Regions from separate parts of the Drosophila melanogaster genome. Here region 1 is linked to region 2. Evidence: chromatin contacts called from public Hi-C data. All regions are on one chromosome and are shown on one strand. The core of a region is the stretch at or near the end of the contact, and the rest is flanking DNA. Distances in the headings are between cores, read along the strand shown. Region 1 holds the start of cno (canoe). Region 2 holds the start of CG14662.

Evidence for each region. Hi-C and Micro-C count contacts between places; a contact is called where the count stands out from the background.
Region 1: a Hi-C map of the Kc167 cell line shows a contact between it and region 2, with 2.5 times the contacts expected there. A contact is called at or near these places in 20 of 107 Hi-C or Micro-C datasets (the Kc167 cell line, the ML-DmBG3-c2 cell line, the S2 cell line and 6 more) and 1 of 7 datasets of targeted methods (the Kc167 cell line).

What each region holds. Positions count from the first base shown.
Region 1 is chr3R:5,214,569-5,220,065 of dm6, forward strand. It overlaps cno (canoe), which reads right to left and starts at 2,888. Exons shown (of 20, transcript NM_001316565.1): 1 at 2,365-2,888. It overlaps Prosbeta2R2 (Proteasome beta2 subunit-related 2), which reads right to left and starts at 4,960. Exons shown (of 3, transcript NM_141258.4): 1 at 4,777-4,960; 2 at 4,203-4,382; 3 at 3,183-4,137. The coding sequence starts at 4,868. The coding sequence ends at 3,441. CG1116 reads left to right here and starts at 5,089. Exons shown (of 5, transcript NM_169028.3): 1 at 5,089-5,497. The coding sequence starts at 5,448.
Region 2 is chr3R:4,981,414-4,986,853 of dm6, forward strand. It overlaps CG14662, which reads right to left and starts at 2,819. Exons shown (of 2, transcript NM_141253.2): 1 at 1,215-2,819; 2 at 586-980. The coding sequence starts at 2,650. The coding sequence ends at 764. It overlaps lncRNA:CR43424 (long non-coding RNA:CR43424), which reads right to left and starts at 4,707. Exons shown (of 2, transcript NR_048322.1): 1 at 3,828-4,707; 2 at 3,085-3,729. It overlaps plh (pasang lhamu), which reads right to left. Exons shown (of 4, transcript NM_141254.2): 4 at 5,087-5,440. The coding sequence ends at 5,252. It also overlaps asRNA:CR43478.

The sequences.
Region 1 (5,497 bases), core at 1,638-4,137, 230 kb after region 2:
ACTGAGAATGCAGACCTAGCCAAGAAAGAAACCTGGCTAATTCGGGCATTGAGTGCCCACCTCCCACACAGAGAAAAAAGCTATCGACATTTGTAATCAGTTTTTAAAACTCTCATTTCAACAACTGCCTACAGTATTTTATTTTCTTAACTTGCACTCGTATCTCAGCAATCTGATTATTAAAGTTAAATCAGTAAAATATATGATTTTCTCAATTGAATTGCCAAACTGTTTGGATTTTTCTCTCCAAAATTTTTAATTTAGGATAGATCAACATTTTTCTTTTAGCGAGCCGAAGGTGCAATACCTATAAGCTATTGCTAAGCAATCGTTTTGACCAACTTATCGTTTAACAGGCCGTCAACTGTGGCTATTTAGGTGTTACGTTTGTTAGCTGATAACGTTTCATTTCCTCTTAATGGGTCAATATTATGTGCCCAACTCTTACCTGATACACATCATCAAGTTTGAAATAAATTGTAAGGTTTGTGCTTAAATCACGACTAAATAATGTCATACATTCAAAGAAATTGTATAATCCTCAGCAGTTCTTTAGAGAAAATAAAAATGTAATTGGAAATTTAAGAACAGAAGTAGTTTATTTTCATGGTTATTTAGGACGCAAACAAAACCAATAATTTAATAATGGATCATAAAAATATTAGTGAAGGGTATATTTGGAAAAGGAATCCCATTGTAAACTGAATCAATAGAAAGTAAAGAGTGCTATCCATTGCATCACTCCCTGATCTACGTTAATTTTGGGACCGCTTTTATCGACTTGCTGTTTGGATTGCGGCTCTTTTGCCGTGGCGTAATAAGATTATCTTTCACCTGTGCTCGTGGGCCAGTTTCCCCATCTCTTTCGCTCCGCATGGGCCTTGCATGGGATCGCCGGCCCACATTCGGTTTGCTCCCCGCACTTGTTTTCGGTTTTCGTTATTGGTATTTGTATTTGTTTAGCTTGTTTGCTCGGCCATTGGTATTGGTTTAGTGCACTTTCTGGAGGGAGGGGTAATTGGTGGCCTGCTCTCCTTTGGCGCCCTTATCAGCTGATGTCAACGAAACTGCATTGTGGCATTACAATTTTGGTTTATCTCGCTCGGCTGTTTGTGGGGCAAGAGAGCCCGCGATAAGGTCATTGGAATGTGGAGCGCGCCCATTGATGACAGCGCAGGTAACACTTTTTACACCGTCAAATCTTGCTCGTTTTAATTCCCAAATTAAGGGGAACAAGAACCAAAATAAAGCCCATGAGTCATGTGAAAACACGAGAAGTACAAAGTTCAGCTGCACAAATTTGCAGTCGCAAGCAGTGAGGTGTGTGTGTGAATAAGGCGAAATTGGAGCTGGCGCGAATGAGAAACAGAGAAACGAGCTTGTGGAGCCACAGTGGTCGCTCTTTTGCTCTACTCGCCGTTTTCATTTATTTTAATAAGTCAAAGGAATAAGAATAATATCGTAATTCGAAAATAAGATTTCTTTAAACATCGCATTCAAGACCGATAATAACAAAACAATCAACTATGAACTAGTATGCTTGAAAGGCAAAATCACAAATTGGAGACATCTTAAATGTATAGGTTCTAGTTTGGCCTGCCCCACTGTACCGCGCTATCAGTGTTTCTCCGATTGTTGTTGTTCTCTTGCGGTGTGCAAGACAACAACAACAGTACAATGACCGAAAAGTTACCATGCAAAAACTGAGAGAGGGAGTGGGAAAACAGAATTGTTAGCCGCGACAAAAATCGTAGTAGAAAAGTAAGCACTACTACTAAAACCTGTTAGTCAGAGCAGAGCACTAAAAATTCCGATCTTCCAGTGGCGCTCTCTACTGGAGATATTTCTGTTGCTTGGTTTTATCACCCTCTCTCTCTCTCTATCGCGCGCGCGCGCTCTTTGTGGAAACAGGTATAACTGTTTGGCGTGAGGGAGCACGAAACTCCAGTGGAGACTTCTTCGCATCGCCAGCGAAACAAACGATCAAAATGAATACTCTGATAACGTGTGAAGGTGAGCAACAAAATAAAGTATAAGAAAATACCGCCACGAAAACAACAACAATAGAAATGTCGACGCACCCTTTTCTTTTTCTCGCAAAGAACGAGGAAATGGAGAAGCGCAAAACCACATCCCGCTTAAAGAGTCCCTTTCCCCCGCTGGAAGTGGAAGGAAAGGCAGCTTAAAGAGGAGCGGGTGGCTTCCAGTATGTGGAAAACAAAGCAGACGCCATTGGAATGCCGTCGTTTTTTGTTGTTGCTAAGCCGGACATGGCAATTGTTGCTTTTGTTTTCGAGAGGGGGTGGTGAAACTCATAAATATCAGCTATGGCGAGGGGGTGGGGGCAGTCTTTGTCTGACGTACCGTACTTTTAATTTCTTGTCGCCCGGTTTAATCCAATTTATCCAGCTTTGAATTCCAAGTGGGAGCGAAGAATGAGCGGCGTTGTCCTCCTTTTTTTAGTCTTGCGCACTTTTGCACTGCACTGTGGGGCCGGCTAATTTAATTAAGCCCGCAATTAAATATTGGTTAACTCTGTCGATGTGTTGTTGCTGCTACGTAGTTGTTGTTTAACTTGTTATTGCACATTTCACGTCGCGGCGCGGCGGCTGCGCAGTCGACGTCGGCGTCTAAGATAGCCAAGTGCGCAGGGAAATGCGAATACAAATGTTGCGGAGAAATCGAAATCGCGAGACTGACCAAATCGAAACGAATCAAATCGACAACCGCACACACACTGCGATTTCAAGACGGGCGAAGAGCAGAGAATAACAAAGATCACCGCACTTGTTGCGAATTTGTTGTCAATTTCATGAGAATCAAGAACTCAAGAAACGCGAGCAACGCGCGCCTTCGACATTTTTCCGCGGTGTGACCGCAGGCAGGATTGCGCAGAATACAGGCAGTATGACCGCAGAGCCACTTGTTGATAAAGCCAAATTTTTGCATGTCCTAAATTTGCCACCGATACGGCGTAGCACATTCATCAACCACTCAGCAAAGACTACAACCATCCGATCTAACTTTTTCAAATTTTTAGATTTGTTTTGTCCATTCTCTTACGTATTTTTTACTTTATTTAAAAATTTTAATTTTTTATGTCATAGCAGATAGATCCTTTTTGACGGGAAAACAGTTTTAGGGCTTGTTTCGCGGCCTTTAATCTTCTGAAAACCTTTTTTGATAATTTGGTTTATTTGGATTTTAAATAATTTGGTTTAATTTGATTTAATCCATCTACGTACAAATATCCGGGTAACAGAGCTCTTTTCCTCCTGGTGGAAGGTCGTGCTCGAAACAAAAAATGTGTAATTTGCACAAGATAACGCAACAAGCTTCAATTTCCAGATGGAAAGTTTGAAATCACGGTAACTCACTAAACGCTTACGACCAATCAAGAAATTTGTGGTAAGGATATTGAGGATCACCCAAGCCGGGTCCTATCTCCCTCCGCGTTTCTTTCTTTTGGCCTCCGGCTCGTCCAGACTGTTGGATCTGCGCGGGGCCTCCTGCCCTCTGGCGGCACCACTAGTGCCTGGTCCTCGCCCTGGCTCCTGGCTACCTCCTGGCTCGGGCAGAGCTAGGGCGCCCCGCCACGAAAGCACCGGATGCACCAAGGTGGATAGAATGGTGGTTCGGCCGGGCTTGGGTGACAGGCGATAGGTGCGAGTTGGTGGGACCTGGCGGGGGAGCTGCTCGGGCCATTGCACCGAGAAGTCGCAGCGCACGACGCAGAGGCTGACCTTGCCTCCGGAGCACAGGTCGTTCTTCATGCCCGCGGCCACGGCGTCGCAAGCCAGGGCGCAGGCGGACTCCTCGGAGAGGTCCTCCGACCACCGTGACTCCAGGATGGACATGGATACCTGGTAGCCGGAGCCGATGGACGTGAAGGGCGCCGTGTCCGTGGAGCCGTCGCTGCGAGTGCAGAAGAGATGCGCTCCGGTGTTATCCGCGCCGCCTATGATCATGTCGGCATCTATATTCCCGTTGAAACGGAACAGCAGCTGCCGTATCATCTGGTTGGCACAGCACACCGGCACTTTGCGGAACCCAGTGTTCATCCGGTGAAGCTCCAGCTGCGCCCGCGTCAGTTCCACCAGGGCTTTCGTGTCCCGAGCGGTTCCAGCTCCCGCGGCACTGTGTGGTTTCAAGGTACCATTATATTATGTCTATGGCGTACTCATAGATAGCTAGATGCTCACAAAATGTTGGCCTGCAGCTCAATAATTTTGCGGCACGTCTTTGAGAAAACTATGCCGCCGCTGGTAGCCCTGGACTCGGCGCCTATGATTACTCCGCCGTCGAACACGATGCCCACCACAGTGGTGCCAGTAGTAAAGCTATTCGGCTCCTCAAGGCCATTCTCTTTTAGTTGTTTGTTGCTGCGGACGAGAATTGAACACATAAGCAAAAGTCGCCACAGCGAAGTGGCTGCACTACAAGATACCCCGTGTCAGCAACTCTTTATTAAATATTGCGATTCAAACATTGGCAAACCTAAATGCCATCTCTTTCAACCAAATGGGAATTCGGTGAATCTTAGGGGAGCCAAAATGCTTATCTCGTGTATCAATGGGCAATGAATTGATTCATTTTTCAAAAGAGCGGGCTTACCCAATTTTTTTCAACAAAGTTGTGCCACTAGAACTATTAACCAACTAATTATTAACAAACGAAATGTTTTCCTTTGTCATTCGTTGAATAAGGTTGGTTTGTAAAAGGTTGGGTGTTGAATATGGCTTGCTGGCCATTAGGTGTAACTGTGTTCCAACTCACCGCAGACAATTGTCGAATGTAAATCCGCTGGGACCGCACAGAAAAGGCGATCGGTCTGGGTATTTCATCAAGGTTGGTAAGCCGTTGAACATAATGCGTGGATTTTATAAAATATAGCTGAATACTGGTTGTTCTCGTGCGCGACAGCAATGACAATGTTTCGAGCTTATACCCAAGGCCTACCTGGGATTCTGCTAGAGTAAAAAGAAAATTTAAATTCAGTAACACGACTTATCAGAGGTGGGACATTTAAAAAGTGGTTGGCGTACGCGCACGGCTGCTATCGCTATCGGCGGGCCTATCGAACAATTCCTGCAGACGGTCACTCTACGGGAGTCGCGACCAAATAAAAAAGTAAATAAATGATTGAAATTAAGGCGAAACTGCTGCGTGCGGACTCGGCCATCTACGCCACGGGCGAGAGAGTCCAGTGCCTGATCGAGTTCACCCACAAGGTGTTCTCCGACGAGCCAGCCGCGTCGCAGGCTGTCCACAATGCCAACGAAGCAAGGTGAGCCGAGCTGTTGTTAACTGTTTTTCTTCCCTTGATTCACCATGCAAAACCGACCAGAAGCCAGGAGAACCTGGCCTGGGCCTCGGCGCAGCTGCACTGCTACCGGAAAACTAGCTACTCTACATCCGCGGGCGACCGAGCCGCGGAGCTCACGGAGATGATCGGCAGGACGGCTTTGGATGCGGTGACGCAGGCGCCGGGAGAGGT
Region 2 (5,440 bases), core at 1,569-4,068:
CATATGGCCGAGAGACTTGGCCGGACTTTGACAGGGCCCCCGACTCCCCTCCCCTTTGGTTCTGGGGATGGGATGTGCCTGGGAAATTGTGGCAGCGACAGCCTGCAGGGCACCAAAAAACAAATATCCAAACTGGAACGAGGGGCACAAATAAATTGGCAAAGCGCTCGCAAAAAAGATCTTAGCGCTTGTGTGTGTATTAAATGACATGTCAGCCATAAAAAGCGCTTGCAAAAATATTTTATTGTGCATGTGGCAAGTCAACAAACTGTGCACTACGAGTGTATCTCCGGGTCCGTGGAAGGGCAAGTGCCGGGATGAAAGCTGTTTCCACAATGGGGCGCATTCAGATGGAGTTTTTGCGCCAACTGGGGCTCATTAAAGCTAAATAAAAGCATTGAACTGTGCAAACTTCCACAGAATCCAGACATGGGGCCCAGTTCTATAACAAGATGCAAAGCAGAACAAGCGAGTATAATTGGGTATGTCATCATGCCGCACTTAGAGACTTAGACTTACTCATATCTCCTGCCGTTCAAACTCGGTTTACTTTTCGCTTTTATTGGAACTTAATTCGTTACACATCTAGCAGTGATTTTAATTGTATTTCATTTTAACATCAATCTTAAACATTCATTTGGTGGATTAATCCCCCACAATTTCTCGCAAAAGGAATGTGTTGAATACATCGTGTCTGAATATTGTTTTCGAACTCGTACGTACATTTATATCTTTATTGTACACGTCGTTGGGCGAAATATGTCTACGGAAGTTCCTCGTACAGTTCACAGCTCTCGTATACGTTGCAATTCCTTGCCGGAAGTGGTAATGGATAATCGCTGGAGGGCGGAACAGAAGGAGCCCTGTCCCTGGGCGGGCGGATATACTTGTTCGACTCCGTGGGGCGGTGATTTGCTTGCTCCAGGTAACGGTGATAGGCGGTGACGTACTCGTTGTTGTCAATAGTAGCAATCGGACCTCTGCGAAGACGGAAAGGTGAGTGGGTATGTGTCAATTTTCAAAATATTAAATATATTGATTTTAAGAAAGGAACTATTTAAAGGGATATTTTAAAAAGATCTCACATCGTAAACCTAATTTAAATGATTATAATCATTCCGACATTGGAGGAAACGTAGTATTTGGCGAAACAATGAATTAGATAACGTATCATAAAAAAGTGCTGCCACTTATGTGCTCTTTAAAAGACCTACCCCACTTGCTCATACGGGTCCTTCTCAAATCTTCCCTGAATCAGTCCTATCGTATTCGACTCCCGCCGCTTATTGCCTCGCAACCAGGATGGATTCAGGCGCAGGGTTCCGAAGACGATGAGCATGCCGAGGAAGCTGCCGATGAAGAGGAGACCCACTCCCAAGCCAATGACCAGTCCGCTGTGGTCCTCGAACCAGGAGACCTGTGCAGAGACCACACATCGCATGGTATGGTGGGAACAACAGTTGGATGCGGAGGTAAAGTTCTCGCCTAATATCACACAGAAGAATGTGGGAGTGGTGCAAGTCGATTCGCAGATCTCCACCAGTAAACCATCCTGGCACGACGATTTTCCCAGATCTGCAGATGCAACCGTATCGGTGGTAATTCTGGAGCACTCTAGATCCTGGCAAAGTTCCTCTTCGCATTTTGGCGATGGTGTTGTTAATATCGTTGTTTCTGTCATAGATGTACTTTCTTCTTTGGGTGTTGTTGTACTTTGTGTTGATGGTGGTGAAATTTCTATGGAAGTAGTAGGTCCTAGTGTAGTGGTGCCCACTACTTCTGGAGCCATCGCTCTCTTCGCTAGGATAGTAGATATCTCTTCAGCGTTAGTAGTTGTCTCAGGAGAGAACGCGGATACGTCCAACTGATGTTCATAGTTGCCCGTCTTTTGAGCTCCACCCAAGTCCAAATAGTGCAACAATTTGAGTCTTGGCCTCACGATTTCCCACTCGATGTTGCCCAACCCACAGTTCCTTAGAAGTAGTTGTTCCAACGCGGGCAGATTGTCAAAGGACTCTTTAATAAGGCTTTTGTCCAAGTGTGTGCCACTCAGATCTAAATATTTCAACTGTGGGAAATTCCGGGATCCCAAAAAATCACACACTGAATACGATATTGCCGCGGCTAGTGACTGGTGGATTTCCGCACTGACTAACGATTCAGCCACAGCTGAGAGGAATCCAAATGGCCTGAAGTGATTATTTTCATTGACTAGAGTAAAGTTCTGAAGCTTTTGAAGACCTTCCAGGGCAGATTCAGTCAAGTTTTCCAATTGCACATTAATGAGCTGCAGGCTTGTTATGTTCACAGTGCTTTCCTGATTAAAAGCTGCGTCGTTGATATGAACTATGGTGCAGTTCTCGATGACAAGGCTATGCAATGCAATTCCTCCGGAGAAAAATCCCCGGCGCAGTGTGTTATTTTCAAATCCATAGCCAGATATAATGAGCGATGTGTCATTGCCCAGATGCGTGGAATCCTCACTATTATCGGAGAAGTCCACATTGACCAGGATCAGCAGAAGCGCAAAGGAGAAGACTGCCGGCAGGATGATATATTTAAGCCATCGCATCCGACGAGGTTGGTAGAGCCGTTCCGGTTTCTTTGTCTTTTCCTCAATGACCAAATCGAAGGACTTGGACTTGAACATAGTATGGGTCTATGTTTCCAGTGGTGTGGAGTGCTCGCACCTGCTGTGCCAAAATCAAACTGACTGCCATTTGCATAATTTCATTAGGCGAATTAGTTCCGCCTATTATCTGATAATGGTTTATTCCCAAGTGATAAGATTGCCATCGATACGGAATAAAATTGGATAAGCGCGATGTGCTCTATTTTCCGAACGCAGAGTCATTGAAATGGGCTGTTTTCAAAATTCTAGTTGCTCAAGTTTTACTAATTAAATCGAATAATTATACATTCAAGTGCCCATAAACGAATTAAATTAAGAAATATCACAATATTGACGGCATAACAAATGGTAAAGAACTTGTTTGATAATGTAATTCTGGGTGGTTAAGTTCCAGTAATTCAATTGTATATATAGATTATACTTTCCATATCTATGTCAATAAATATATTAAATTAATGAAGGACTGCTTATTGCCAGTATAAAAAGGATTGGTTGAAAAAGATATATATTCCGTTAAAGATTTTACTGTGCCTATGGATTTACGGATTTAATCAGTTCACATATACTTTCAAATTCACGTATGAAGCCTTCATCTTGACAGCAGAATCAGCGACTTGTATTCAAATGTATCCGAGGTTTTTGGAATGAGAACCCTTCGGCTTGAAGCATTTCGTGTTTAGCATTTAACTTGTCGTTAGGGTAAATTTATAAGCGACTTCCACTGCCGTTTTCCCCGGCAGCTACCATTCCATAACCCACCCCCAGACCGTTCTGGGTTCCCTGTTCCGGCAACGATATCGCCATCGTAATCGACGGAGGACGGCATGGTCTGCTCTGGTCTGGCCTGGCCTGGCCGCGCTGTATTATCTCCCTCGGAGGGCTTTTGTTTGCCGGCGACGCCGACTGCATTTCATTGAGCGTAATTCCGTTGCTAATGATTTTTGGCACACGTAGCGCTACTTTCGAAATTAATGCGCTATAAAACATCAACGTAAGACCCGCCAAGACACTGAGAAATGGGCGCTGGGCGGATTGGCCTGCCTGTGCCGGCCGACGCAAAATTAAATGAAACTCTTGTTTCAATTGCTTTTTCACAGCTGGTATACACGGAAAACAAAGAGTTAGAGACAATTGAATTTCGCTTCATTGTTCGCAACGTACTTTTTTGATTTTCCGTCTGAATGTATCTACTTACATGTAAATTAAATGTATAATTGCCATATATTGGTAGTGTACAAATTAATCCATATAGAGAAACTGAAAGTATTCTCTGATACAGTCAAAATACAACTAGATTACGTCATCCGTTTCTTCTAAAATATAAAGTTTCAAGATTTGTTCAGAAGTACTGATCAGATGTAATTTCCTAATCAGGATCGGCGACTGTCTGTCATTGTATCCTTCTGCATTCCATTCGTATGTCCGTTTGTCTGTTCATTAGTCCGTCCGTTTGTCCGCCCGTAACTCCGTCCCTGTGTCCTTTTTTTCCGTCCGTTTTCCTGATAAATACTTTTTAAGGAATCCAGCTTACCCTTTTGCACTACAGGTAGCGTGAATAAAAATAAAATAAAAGAGCTAATTTTAAATTAAAATAAAAACAAAAACATCTCTTTGTGTTTATATTTTCCCACTGTGCAGCACAAACACCCCTTTTGCCCACTTAAGCTTGCCACGTTTTCCCTTACTTATAACAGAACTTACAAACATGCGTTTGGTTTTCGTGGGTTGAGTTTGGTGCTCTCCGTTTACTTTTGCGGTTTTGTTCAGCGCTGCATATATTTCCATATTAATTCCCCTGATTATGGGGAATCGTCATCGTCTGCGTTCTGTTCCCTGACGGTTTTGCCCAAATCCAAATCCAAATCCAAATCCAAATCCAAATGCGAATGCGAATATCTGAATGCAGACCACAATTCGACGATGATGTTTCTGTTTCAGAATAATCTAAATCGGCATTATTTATGCATTCAGTTCTTGCATTCATCACAACCACTTAGCGGTTCCACTTCAACGAACCCACAGATACACAATACATACATATTCATTTATGTATGTATGTACATACCGTCGTGTATATAATTAGTATGCATAGAAGATACATACGTATGCATTTTAATGGACCACAATTCCCTCGGCCAAAAGAGTGCTCCGATAATAAATATTAATTTTAATAAATGCTGATGCAGGTCAGCTGATTTCAAACGACCCTTTGTGTCACGGGGCAATGACTTTTGCTCAGTATATGTAGTATTCAATTTTCAATTTTCCGAAAATGGTATTACAATTACAATTTTTTAAATATTAGATCTCAAAAAATTGCTTGGCATACTTAGCAACATATCTTTAACTCTCAAGAGTCATATACACCCGATTTTGTTTCAAGTCCCCCTGGGACTTAAAAACCGACAATTACGCCCAACTTGCAATCATTTGGAAAAAAAAACACCAGCTACGAACTTATCAAAACTTATATATCAGCAAAAAATAAATGGGTCTCTATGCGCAGTTATCGGCCCACAAAATATATACAAAAGAAATGACATGTCATTAACTCCGGCCAAGGGCGTGCTTTTTGGTGCCATCGCATTTGGGGGTAACTAGTCGCGGGTCGACCCAGAATCACATCTCCAGGAAGTGGATGTCCAGGGCGTGGTGGTCCACATCGACGGGAGGGTGCAGCTGCAGGAACTTGACGTAGGCCAGGAAGGTGGTCCAGCACATGCTGAAGAAGGAGGTAAACACGACCTGGTTTCGCGCCGGAACAAAGGCGAAGTTCACCGTCTGCACGCAGGGCCAATAAATAACGCC